2 separate regions of the Zea mays genome follow, and region 2 is linked to region 1. Evidence: chromatin contacts called from public Hi-C data. All regions are on one chromosome and are shown on one strand. Each heading gives the region's core, a stretch centred on a gene start, on an enhancer-like site or on the middle of the called end of the contact. The rest is flanking DNA. Distances are from core to core; before and after follow the strand shown. Region 1 holds the start of LOC100381521 (Protein disulfide-isomerase like 2-2). Region 2 holds the start of LOC107126292.

The links. A called contact is a pair of places that touch in the nucleus more often than the background predicts.
Region 2: a Hi-C map of leaf shows a contact between it and region 1, with 2.6 times the contacts expected there. The contact joins the promoter of LOC107126292 here to the promoter of LOC100381521 in region 1. A contact is called at or near these places in 2 of 25 Hi-C or Micro-C datasets (leaf and tassel).

Annotation. Positions count from the first base shown.
Region 1 is chr2:190,716,467-190,723,249 of Zm-B73-REFERENCE-NAM-5.0, reverse strand. LOC100381521 (Protein disulfide-isomerase like 2-2) reads left to right here and starts at 4,937. Exons shown (of 9, transcript NM_001361438.1): 1 at 4,937-5,098; 2 at 5,192-5,350; 3 at 6,575-6,688. The coding sequence starts at 4,979. It overlaps LOC103647476 (protein HVA22), which reads left to right. Exons shown (of 5, transcript XM_035965417.1): 1 at 1-1,412; 2 at 1,517-1,543; 3 at 1,660-1,782; 4 at 1,920-2,097; 5 at 2,231-2,668. The coding sequence starts at 1,366. The coding sequence ends at 2,260.
Region 2 is chr2:190,967,895-190,974,397 of Zm-B73-REFERENCE-NAM-5.0, reverse strand. It overlaps LOC107126292, which reads left to right and starts at 2,535. Exons shown (of 5, transcript NM_001319091.1): 1 at 2,535-2,785; 2 at 2,860-2,948; 3 at 3,118-3,277; 4 at 3,867-4,136; 5 at 4,321-4,935. The coding sequence starts at 2,590. The coding sequence ends at 4,625.

The DNA.
Region 1 (6,783 bases), core at 3,688-6,187:
ATATCCGGTGTAAACTAATCTATTAGTGGAAAGAGGACCGAGCCTTAGCTTAGTTGGTAGGCCTGGTTGTTTGGTTCTTTGGTTCGGTTTAGTTGGTAGGCGTAGGGAAAATAATCCGAAACCAAGAAATCGAACCGAAATAACTAGAACCAAAACCGAACTAACCGAAACCGATTTGACCGTTAACAAATTTGGTTCCTATTTCGAAAAAACCAAAATAACCAGTCGAAAACCAAAATAACCAGTCAAAAATCGTCCAACCAGTCGCCATAGCCAGCCCGACGGCCTTTCGATTTTTCCGGTCGGTCCCTTCCTAGTGTGTAATGGACGCGCACGCGTGTGTACGCATATGGTGTAATGTGTAGCAGTATGAGTTTGTGGCGTCCTTGTACCCTCTCAAAAAAACTATTAGTGAAAACCGTGTAAATCAACACAAGAATAAGATTCTCTTTGATAGGACTTTTTTAAAGGCTTCTCTAATAACTCTTTCAAATAATCTACCAAATGAAGGGCTCACCTGTTGGCTTCTCCATAACAATGGAAAAAAGAGCTGCCCCTAGGAACCAAGCGAAGCCAGGAGCCCAAAAAAGAGGCTTCTTTAACTCTTCCTCTTACGTGAAAATAGGAGAGGTGTTTCTAATCAAGTATGGTGATCCTGCTGAGTCTCTTTTTACACATAAAGAGGGAACTGTTTTATTAGAAAAGTTAGAGTCAAAGCTGAAGCTCTTATGCAAGAGGTCTAACAAAAAGGAGGTGAGAGGAATTTTTAAAAAATATCAATTTCCAAATCAACTCTTCTACCTTCTATATTCTATATATTAAAAAAATTATGTTATTCCACCACCTTCATCCTTGTGTAACTTGTAGCTACCGTCGTACAAGTTGTTTCCATTTTCCAGAGACGCGATAGCCGCTAGGAAGCCTAGGATACCGGATTTCCCTGGTCCGGGGGTTCCGATTCCCGGCGAAGGAAACGAAACGAGGCGGCGGAAGGCCCGGCCTCGAGGAAAGGCGCACGCATGCGATGCAACAAGCACATGCGCCGCCGTGGTCCGGGAGCGGGAGGGCGGGGAGCAGGGCTGGCATTTTCAGTTTCACCACGCAAAGCGATTCGAGCCGGTGGCGATCTGGTCGGGCGAGGGCGCGACCCGCCTGCCTTGGACGCCACGTCCAAGCTAGGCACCCGATGCGGTGCCATCGTCCTCCGGGCACGTCTCATGGTCACCGTCGTCGTCACACGGCCGGTATAAAGCCCCCAAAACAATAGGCTTCCCCGTTGCACTTGCATCCCCTACTGAATCTAGCTACGTACCATCTCTTTCGAATCGCGATCAAGTTTATTTGGTGCGGGGTCGGAACAGGAAGATGGGTAAAACATGGGCGCTCATCACCCACCTCCACGCTCTCGCAGGGTAAAATGCTTGCTAGCTTGCTTGCTCATCCTGTCTCCATCCTCCGATTAATTAGTGACCTCGATCTCCATCGCTCATGTTCTTCTCGTTTCTCTTGTGTGCAGGCCGAGTCTCACTCTGATATACCCTCTGTAAGTGGTCAAACAGAGAAGCTCTAGGCTAGCAATGGCGTAACTAATCATACTACACGTGTGTACTACGTGCAAGCTAATTAAGATGTTGATGACGTTACGTGGATACACATCAGGTACGCGTCGATCTGCGCGATGGAGAGCGCGACCAGGGTGGACGACGAGCAGTGGCTGGCCTACTGGATAATCTACTCCTTCATCACCCTCTTCGAAATGGCGGCCGAGCATGTCCTCTACTGGTTGGTAACTTGGTCTTCGCTGCTGCTGCTGCTGCTTCTTCTTCTTCTTCTTCTCTCTGCCCTGCAGCTAGCGTAATGCGGGTTAGTTTTTGGCTGAAACATACGCATGCATGCTCCTTCCTTATTGCTTTTGGCAGGATACCGCTGCGGTACGAGGCGAAGCTGCTGCTGGCGGCGTGGCTGGTCCTGCCGCACTTCAGGGGCGCGTCCTTCATCTACGACAGGTTCGTCAGGGAGCAGCTGAGGAAGAACGGGGTGAGTCTGCGCGGTCACCACCACGGCCACGCCGCCGACCACGTGCCGCACGTCTTCCAGGTATGTGTATGTGCGTGCGTGTGTGTCCGCGCCGCGCCTCTTTTGCGGATTGCTTCGATCGCTCACGCGGACGCCGGCTAAGCAGCTTCTCTCTCTCTGCCTGTCTCGCGGCGCTTGTTTGCCGAACGCGCAGGCTGAGCATCGTCATGGCGTGCACAGCTGAGAGCCCCGAGAATCTACACGCCGTGGTTCTTCCGAGAAGAAAACTGAACTGCGCCAACGCGGTTCGTTGTCTGCCGTCACCTGAACTGCGCAGGACGGCCGCGCGATCCGTTTCTCGGTCGTAAGCTACCATCTCGAGAGAGCACTTGACTTGGACATCGTCACTCCACTAGGCTCGTCCTAATTCACATGGGCCTGATTCTTCAGCTGGAGGAGTTCCTTTGTAACGAATAAATTTCAGCAGAGATGATTGCGTAACTGTGTATTGCTTATTGCTGAAACATTCCGAATATTGGATTGCTTGTGCACTGACAGGTGACAGGCTCGTATGTGTATATGCATGGTTTGTTTGGATATGATCCCCGCCCAGCGGTAATAAAGAAAGATGGAAACAAGATATTACAATCAACTAATCGTCCAGTCCTTACTAACCATGTCCTATCTTATATAATTGCTGAATCCTATTGGATATCTTACCATATGCCCTAAAGATCCGCACCCATATATATAACCTACCTAAGATCCACCAATTGCCTACTAGTTCGAGCAACACGATTCTCGAATTAGAGTGGAATCAAACAAATGGAAATCACATCGTAGCTATATATATGGAGGCGAGTATAGGCCCAGAGTAATAATATCAACACAAGCATATACAATGAACATGATCTGTTTGATCACGCCATCACGCTGAGGACAATACTTTTTGTTGCTTATGAATCCAAGAGACAATCATGATCTAGGACAATACTAACATACTTTTAGGGTAAAAACACACCAGCATGAGTCTATATACGGAGTGATCTAGCATGCTTGAGTGATAATTTTATGTCGCGCGGCGTTTCTCTTGTTCACACACCAACGTTGCAGTGTTTCATCTCCGCACGTATGGATATCGTGGATACACTGCTGTTGGTGTTGTGGCGTTGATCCACGATGAACATGTGGAGGACGGGTGAACGCGAGGACATTCAACTACTTCCACTATATCAACACATTCTTCTTTCGTTGGGCAACGCGTCTATTGTGAACGATCCATGATTCTCTACTTCCAAGTTAAACATGTTAGATATGCTAGTATATTTATCAAGATAGTTTGCATATATGCAATATGCGTAGTGGATTGGATCTTCTTTGCTTTGGTTGTAGCGCAAACTGGAACGAACAAGGTATTTAGGTATTTATCGGTATAGTCGCATAGCTTGTTTGCCCTTACTGGCTAAAATCACCATCAATGCATAAGATTAGTTCGGTTTCAATCCTGACCACTCGCACAACATGCCCTTACTGTCTAAAATCACCATCAAAGTATAAAAATAGTTCACTTTCCCTCCTGTCCACTCGCACAACATGTCGTACCATGGTTAGCAGTGCATGTATCTTTCACGTTGAGAAAGATAATAGATCTGATTTGGATGTACTATTATCGTTCTATCTCACACGACAATAAAAATAGAGGCATTTCAAATGTATCGGAATCGACTTGATTTGATCAATTTGATTAGATTTGCATAGCTATCTCATTGATGTGACCATTTGGAATGTCTGCGACAGTCATTTGTAAACAATGTATCCTGTTCGTCGTGGCTTATTTAGAAACGACTTCTACTTTTTTACGATATTTGGTCTCTATAAATTGCAGCTGCAACAGTCTGGACAGCTAGCTTAAAGCCAGTTTTATAGGAAATATTGTGAATGTATGCTCAAATATAACAACTAATAGCCATAATCGTGACTTGATGATGGAGATCACCATGCATGATAAAAGAGTCATACTATCTTGCATTTAATAGGATTATCTATGATGTTTTATTTTTCAGTTTTGTTCCATGTTAAATGTTGATAGGGTAGGTTCGCTCTGAAGAATCAAAAGTTTATTTTGACGTCCTTACAATTGTTGTGTCTATAAATATTATAATAATCAGTTGGTAGATCTATTAAAGCAAAGTAACTTTGATTATTTTAATCTAACATGGTATATATTGGACATTTATATGCATAGTGTTGGTTTGCTTAACGAGGCTATCAAATCAGATTTGACCATTTAAGCCTTGGACACGATGTTGAAACCGAGGCATTGGGAGAATCTTTTGTTAAATATGAATCTTTCTTTTGTTAAATTTTGTGTTAGGAGATAACTCCATTCTTGTGTCAGGGTTCTTTCGCTCATGAAAGAGCATGCTAATAACATGTAGATGGAATGTCGCAAAGGCATAGAGAATGATCATTGCATATTTATATACGGTGAATGGATGACAACGCATCCCTTTAGAAGAGAGAGATGAAAAGGCTATAAGCTGTAGATCTTGTTATTCTTCACCGCTAGATGCTTACGATATTTTTTTACTGTATATAAATTGATGATGTGGACGATAACGTGGAAGTAATCTATCTCTTCCTTTATTTCTTAACATTATTTGCGCCCTTTCCTTCAAAAGGCCTACTGGGATCATATTTTGTGCAGACTCAAAATAGCGATGCTCCGGCCAGAGTCCGCTCCAAATGGTCCAACGACCACGTGAGTCGCGCTCGCGCCAAGAAGAGAAGCCACTCCTACGTGGACGAACATCAAACGTGGAGATCATTGATAGGTCTTCACACGCGTCCGTCTCTTCGCGAGGACCCAGCCCAGGCTTTAAATCTCAGCACCACGGCGAAACCCGATGGCTAGTCGCCACTCGCCACTGCCGTTTGATCCCTCCCGCTCCCCCGCTCCGCCATGCGTCCCGCCGTCCTCGCTGCCCTCCTTCTAGTGGCAGCGGCCGCCTCCACGGCCGCCGCACTCTACTCATCCGGCTCCCCCGTCCTCCAGCTCAACTCCAACAACTTCAAATCGAAGGTATCGCCTGACTCACACTGCCCCTCAGCCACCAGATCGGCGCCTCCATTAGGTTCTTTCTGAGCAGTGTGGCGCGTATCGCCCTTGTTGCAGGTGCTGAACTCGAACCGCGTGGTGCTGGTTGAGTTCTTCGCGCCGTGGTGCGGGCACTGCAAGCAGTTGGCCCCCACCTGGGAGAAGGCTGCCGGTGTGCTCAAGGGCGTCGCCACGGTCGCAGCGCTCGATGCTGATGCGCAGCAGGCGCTCGCGCAGGTGAGTGTGCCTCCTCATTCACCCTCTTGTTTCCCTGTAATTCGTCCACGGGCGTGCGAGTTGATCTGAATGTTCAATGGAGTGATATCGGCTCACTTGCTGCGATTGTAAGTTAGTTTGGTCGCATTAGGTGATAATTCCCTAGCCTAATGTGTAGTGTCATACCAATAGTTGGATTCCATATCCAGATGCTAAACTGGGGATGGGGACAGGTTTTATTAATTTGTTCCGATCTCCAGAGTGCAGTGTCACACTTATCTGGTGGTTTATGTCTAGGAATGGTAAATTTATTGGTATTTATTGCATCTAGATTATTTTTTAGTGTTTGCTTAAAGTTTAGGAACTTGCATAAGTTAGAACTCATGCCATTTTTGTTATGCACACGGATCTGTTGTATGACAAGTAAGAGAGTGAAATATGGCGATTCTGCACAGAAAGTTGTTTTAGGGTTACTTTAGAAACTTAAATCCCCTCCGGAATTTCCGGGGATTGAGGGGAAAATTAAGCTAATTTTCTCTTCAATCCCCGGTAATACCGGAGGGGATTTAAGTTATGGGGGATAGGAAGGGATTTCCTCCCCATGGATCTCCTCCAATTTCCTTATCGCCAAACCAGCCCTAAGAGGGAGGGGGGAGGGGTAAAATCCCTGTTCCATTACTATTAATGAAACCACCATATGTGTAGCAAACTTTATTATAGGTTCCTTTAGTTAAACTATTATAAATAGCAGTTTGTGAGTGGTTTTGACTTTTGGCTACTGTTAGTTATGAACTTGCATGTCGAATTGTCAATGCATTGGCTAGAATTTTATATTATTTTAGTGCCTATGATGGTTTGAGTATTTTGTTAATGTTTTGACAATGGCTTATTGCTAATGTGACTCAAACACACATATAATGAAATAGCCATAACAAACTGTTGTCGGATGCAATAAGTGGTTCTCCCTGTGGGACAACAAAGAAGACCCGGTAGTAACTCAGGGTGAACAATATGATTGAAACAATGAAACTGATTCTGGTAAAATGACCACAAATTAGGATACCTTCTTTTATACTTTGGGTTTGATAAATTTTCTGTTTCACTTCCCCAAATAGTCCTCTGGACTCATGTAATGTGAAACTGACAGCCACAAATTTGATCTGACTTGCATAATTTTCATCTATAGATCTGTCCTTGCAATGCTATCAGTTTAGTTGATTCTGAATGCATGATGTTTTTTTGCAGGAATACGGAATCAAGGGATTTCCCACTATTAAGGTGTTTTCCCCTGGTAAATCTCCAGTCGATTATCAAGGAGCAAGAGATGTAAAGCCAATCGTAGAGTTTGCTCTGTCACAGGTTTGTTGCATCAAATGCTACTTAGATGGCCATTATTTTGCTACTTAGATGGCCATTATTTTTCTTCTGTTTGTTCATTGGAATATTGGATGCAT
Region 2 (6,503 bases), core at 1,286-3,785, 250 kb before region 1:
TCTCTGCAGTACTTTCTCGTCCTTTCTCCGAAGGAAAAAAGCTAGTTTTCCTGTACATATTCAATTTCGTTTTTTTTAAAAATGCTACTGTATAGTGTAAGAGGTCTCCCTGTGTCTCTGGCTCGCTGGTAGAAGATTTTTGCGACTGTCCGAGTACCAGCAGTGTTGTACACTGTTGGTAGGCCGGTACGCGAGGCCCAGGCCCCAATGCAGTTTCAGCCTTCCAGAACGGACGACCACGGCAGGTGGTAGGTGACCGGTGAAGTGGTGAACCTGCACTCCGGGCATGGGACCGGTCAAGAGCTTGTGACTTTGCTGATGCTGAATTGCTGAGTATAGTTTTCACCGTGCTTCAATTTTGTCCAGAGGCGGGCCCATATCAGTAGGGTCCCAAAAAAGCCATACTTTCGAATTATCGTAAAACATTTTCCCCTCTATCAATGCATATACCGGTTGATTGGTTCATGTGCATGTGCAGCCACGCTCCCCCAAGGCTGGCCGGACGTTTTGGCGGTACGAGCGAATGCAGGCAATTGATCTTCAAATGATTTGTTTTCTATAGCCCGCGCCTATATATAGGCAATCAAACATACGTTCAGATAAAGTCAACACATTCAGTGATTCAGGATAAAGCGATGCGGACAACTAATCAGGTGGATAGTAAGTGTGGTTTGATGTCGACTTGACATTCCCATGAGCTTACAAACCGAGAAAAGCATATAAGAGTCTTCCGGCATTCCCTAAAACGTCTCTAAGGCAGGAGCAAGACGATTCCCTATCATTATTAGGGCTAGAAAAAAAAACTCGAACTCCACGAGCCGACTCAGACTCGGAGCGGCTCGACGCTAGAAACGACTCGAGCTGAGCCTGCTTGTATTGCTAGTAAAAAGAGCGAGTCAACTTGATTTGTTATGTAAAATCCTTATTAGCATATAGTGTTGATACTAAATAGGCGATTAGTTTATGTTATTTGAGATTACTATATAAAATCAATCTACTCAGCGCTTAACCGAGTTTGTTACTGAGTCATACCTAAGTCCCTGTATTTACAACATTATCATTTATTCAACTGAGATATATTGTTTTTAATATCTGTTCTTCTAATCCGTAGCGGAGTTTATGGGCCCACACGACTGGGTTCTTAGGCTCATCTGGGTACCCATGATACATATGTTTCACAGTTAGCACTCTGAGTTAGTTATTTTCCGCTGTGATTCTGTGTGTTACATTGGTACAAGGGGCGAAGCTACACTATAGGTAGCGGATGCAAATGCACCCCCACAAAATATATAGAATTGGTTAAAATTTCACCATATATACACTGGTAAAATAAATTTCTATGCATCCACAAGTCAAATGCACTATCCTTAATTTTGCTCTGGCTTCGCCACTTATTGGTACCATATTGTTACGTCTACACGACAGGCATGTCCACCTCCTGCTTAACCACGACTGCAAGTCAATTATTTAAGAAATGCGGGCTCGGAATTTTTTTTAAAAAAAATCTGCTACTGTCTTTTCGGGGCAGGTATTTTTGGGCCTGTGCCTGCTGGGTGCTGGCGTTTCCTCGTCCGGCTCCGGCCTCATCAGGCCAGGGAGAGGAAAAAAAACTGATGAAGCCGCTGCTCCTACACTCCGCTGGTCCGCCCACCCTTTTTCATCGTTCACCCACAGATCAGTGACCTCACTAGAGCAACGGCTACCAGGTACCAGCACCGGGCTTTGACCTACCCGTAACTGACACGAAACGTAAAATAAAAATAAAAATGGAGGCGCAATAACCATAACAGACTTGCAGACTGCAGTCCCCCGTGATGTTACTCATGAAACGGCGAAGATCAGCAACAAGGAAACGGCGAAGGTCATACTGGAGGAGACTTTTGAGCCGGAGAGCGAATGGTTAGTACAATTGTACAAAGACAAGTAAAAGAATCGCTAGGGGCAGAGATTTCACTCAACAATAGGAGGCATCGACGACGAACCAACCGTTTAAAGAAAGAAAGAGAAAGGAGAGGAGATCTCACTCAAGCAAACCGGAAGGAGATCAAAGGTGCGGAAGAACATAACGAATCACGAGAAAGAGCTCCCCTGCGCTCAACCACCCTCATCCCCTTTTGCTTTCGCTTGGACTTTGAACTCGTCTGTCGTCTCGTCTACTCAGCCCCACCCGTATCTTTTCTTTTTTCCTCCCCCCTGGCCGCGCCCAACAAGTCGCCCCAGCCCAGCCAGCAAAGGCAAACGAAAGTACGTACAGGAAGCAAGCAAGCGTCAGCGCGCGGGCTGAGTATAAATAAAAACAAGTGACACAGCTGCACAGTAACAGAGGCGTGTGTTAGAACGGGAGGCCAGGAGTAGCGTAGTGTGGTCTTGACCTGCTAGTCCGGTCCGGTGTATGCTTTTGCTTTCCACGCCCCGGCGAAAAAGCCCTGCTATTTAAGCACGCCAAGCTCTCTGCCTTGTCTCCACTCTCCAGCAGCACCCGGCCTCTCTCTCTGACTCTCACCCAGTCCACTCTCCACACTCTGTCTGCCTCACGATTCACGTCCTCAGCTCCCCCCCCTGCTGCCGCTGCAGCAAGGCCGACGAGCCATGGAGAAAGGGGTGCAGCTGATGGAGGGGAGGCAGGCGTGGCCGCTCCACACGATGGGGATGCCCGTCGCCAGTACGACCACCACCAGCACCTGCTTCGACGACTACAGCTGCAGCAGTAGCGGGTGGGAGCAGTCGGCACCGTTCGGCTGCTTCGGCCTCCTCGCCGCCGACGTCCATGACCTCTTCCCGCTCTGTACGTGATGATGACCTTTCTTTGCCCGGATTAATTACCTGGTCGTCGCTTATTTATGCCCTTTGCACTCGCAGTCGCAGCCATGGAGCCGGCCCCGCCGCCGCCGCCGTCGGCGCACGGCGTGGCCGTCGCGATCCCCGGGGAGCTGGACGACCTTCTCCTGGTGCGTGCGTCACATCACGACGCTCCGGAAGAGGAGACCAAACAGACCACCCAACCTCTTAGCATTAGCACTAACAGTAACAGTAGCAGCCAGAGCTGAATTCTTACCACTGAGCCACCGCTAGCTCATCAAAGCTCTCTCGTTGTTGTCGTTGGGTGTCCCCTTGCAGAACTTCTGGGACGCGGGCTGCCACGACGGCGACGTGGGCGAGCCGCCGCTCAAGGCGCAGCAGGAGGAGGAGGAGGCCGCCTTCAATTCCAGCTGCGCCTGCGCCAGCGCCACGCACGAGCAGGGCTACCGCACCCCCACCGACTCCTTCACAATTCACTGTGAGCGCCCCCGTTTGAATCCAACCCTCCTCCTCCGCTCCCCACTCTGAAATCGACCCAGTTTCGTCGGGTTTGTCTGCAAACGGACACGACGGGACCTGTTAGTTAATTTTTTAGGTCTTGTTGGCCCCGCGGCCCGCGCCAAGTACATCGCCACGCCATGGATGGTGGGTTGTTCTGGGTCCAATGGAGGCAGAGGACAAGTCAGGTCGCAGAGAGCTAGGTTTAGCGTCACGTTACTGTCAAGGCCCCATGATGGATGCATGGATTGTTTAAAACAATCATGAATGCTAGATTGAGTATTATGCAGTGGCAACTTTGCACTGGAGTACATGTAAACGAGCATGATGCCCGCGTCTGACTTGCAAGCCGCGCGCACAATCACCAGGCAGGCGACACGGGCGGGCGCGTCTTTTGAAGAAGAAAAAAAGAAGAAAGATTTGGGTTCTACGTGTTTAGATAGTGGTGCGGCCAGCCTGCCCAAGATTCTACTACTAGTATATTAGTCATATAGTGCGTGTATAATCTTCTTCGTCACTCGCTCTCCAATTTTAAACCCGGCCGATGAACCTCTCCTGCTGTCGTGCAGGTGATGATGATGACCAGGCCTTGAGCTCGATTTTCTCGGCGGGTCCCGCGCCGGCAGCGGAGAGAGCGGCGTTCCAGCAGCAGGCCCCCGCCACAGAGGCGGAGCCCCTGCCCAGCTCGTCCTCCTCCAGCTGCCGCGGGGACCCGCGCGCCGCCGGGGCCGGGACCGGCCTGCCGCTTCCGGGGCGGGGCGCCGCGCGGGGGCCTGCGCGGGCCCCGCCGCTTCCGAGGACCTGCGGCCCCTCTCTGAAACGTGCCGCGACACGCGAAGGTGCGGGGTCTCGCTCGTCTTGTCAGTTGTCACTCGCGCCGCGCGTGCGGAATTCTCGCAGGCAGCAGGCACCGGGCTGGCCGGGGAGTTGAGTTGACAGTTTGACACGGCACCTCGTGCTAATCGCTAAGCTAACCCGCGCTTTGCTGCTTGGCACGTCGTACGTGCTGTCCTCGATCGGCAGAGTCGGAGCAGGCGTCGGCCGAGAGCGGCGGCGGCAAGCGGCGGAAGGGCGCGGGCGTGGTGGTGGTGCGTCCGTTCGCGCTGCTGAAGCCCGACGGCCTGGACGGCGGCGCGACGCTGGCGGACATCAACGCGCGCGTCCTGATGCGGCCGGCGCGGCCGGTGCGGCACCCCGTGGGCGAGTTCGCGTGCGCGCCGCGCGTGTCCGCGGACCAGCCGGGCATCTCGGGCAAGGCCGTCGCCGGCTTCACGCGCCTGCACACCCCCGGGCGCGGCTCCATAACCATCATAAGGACGCGAGGCTAGTGAGTCATGGCGACGTAGGAATGTAGTAGGATTAGGTGTAGCCGCCGCGCCGGGGCCGGCAGTGGTGACTCGACCTCCGAGTCGCGATTCCGTGTGTAATAATGTAAATTATGAGCGCACAACCTGTAAATCGTACCAATAAAATCTCTGCTATCTACCAGTCCCCCCCTGCACTGCACCGACGAACTGCAACCGAACTTTTGATCAGGAACTGAATCTAGCTGCCATTGTTTGGCACGGGGCCACGGAGCTTGTAAATAAACAGGTTGTGGTACGGCTGCTGGAGGCAACTAGCTTTCCTTTTGTCTGCACAGCCAGCGTGGGGCCTGCCAGCCACCATACAACAACAACAACAAAGTCTTTTTGTCCAAGCACGTTGGGTATGCTAGAGATAAAACCCCGTATAAAAACCTCAGAGGTCAACCCCAAAGAAAAGAAAAGGGAAACAAAGGTAAAGAGAACCGAAAAACGACGAAACGGGGAAACACATAAAAAAGATAAAAACCACAAGAACCAGCAAGATCTAAATGGGCACAAGAGAAGGTCAAACGATTAAGGAGGAAAAACAAAACTATAAATCAGGGTTCTGGCACGTGAATTGCTGAAAGACGTCTAGAGGGGGGTGAATAGGCGGAATCTAAAAATTATAAACTTAAGCACAACTACAAGCCGGAGTTAGCGTTAGAAATATAAGCGAGTCCAAAAGAGAGGGCGAAAACAAATCACAAGCAAATAAGAATGGATGACGCGGTGATTTGTTTTACCGAGGTTCGGTTCTTGGAAACCTACTCCCCGTTGAGGTGGTCACAAAGACCGGGTCTCTTTCAACCCTTTCCCTCTCTCAAACGGTCACCTAGACCGAGTGAGCTTGTCTTCTCAATCAAATGGGGACACTAAGTCCACTACAAGGACCACCACACAATTGGTGTCTCTTATTTTGATTACAAGTGAGCTGAGCACAAGAAAGAAGGAAGAAGAAAAGCAATCCAAGCGCAAGAGCTTAAATGAACACAAATGTCTCTCTCTAGTCACTTATTTGGTTGGAGTGATTCCGGACTTGGGAGAGGATTTGATCTTTTTGTTTGTGTCTTGTATTGAATGCTATAGCTCTTGTATGAGGTGTGAAGGCTGAAAACTTGGATGCAATGTGTCGGGGACCATAATTAGGGGTACCCCCAAGACTCCTAAACTCGGCTAGTAACCACCATCAGCACAAAGTTGCAAAGGCCTGATGGGCGCAATTCGGGTCAAAGGCTCCGTCCACTCAAGGGACACGATCTCGCCTCGCCCGAGCCCAGCCTCGGGCAGGTACAGTAGAACAAGGCAGATTCACGCCTCGCCCGAGGGCATCCTCAAGTAACGGGCGCACCTTCGACTCGTCCGAGGCCCAGCTCGGGCAGGCTTCGCAGTGAAGCAACCTTGGCCAGATCGCCATGCCAACCGACTGCATCACAGGAGCATTCAATGCAAGGATCGCCTGACACCTTGTCCTGACGCGCGCTCCTCAGTCGACAAGGCCGAAGTGACCGCAGTCACTTCGCCCCTCCACTGACTGACCTGACAGGAAAACAGCGCCGCCTGCAATGCTCTGACTGCTGTGCCACCCGCCCGGGTGAGGCTGACAGCAGCCAAGTCCAGCCTCGGGCGCCATAGGAAGCTCCGCCTCGCCCGACCCTAGGGCTCGGACTCAACCTCAACCCCGGAAGACGACCTCCGCCTCGCCCGACCCCAGGGCTCGGACTCAACCTCGACCTCGGACGACGGTCTCCGCCTCGCCCGACCCCAGGGCTCGGACTCAACCTCGACCCTGGAAGACGGCCTCCGCCTCGCCCGACCTCAGGGCTCGGACTCAACCTCGACCTCGGACGACGGTCTCCG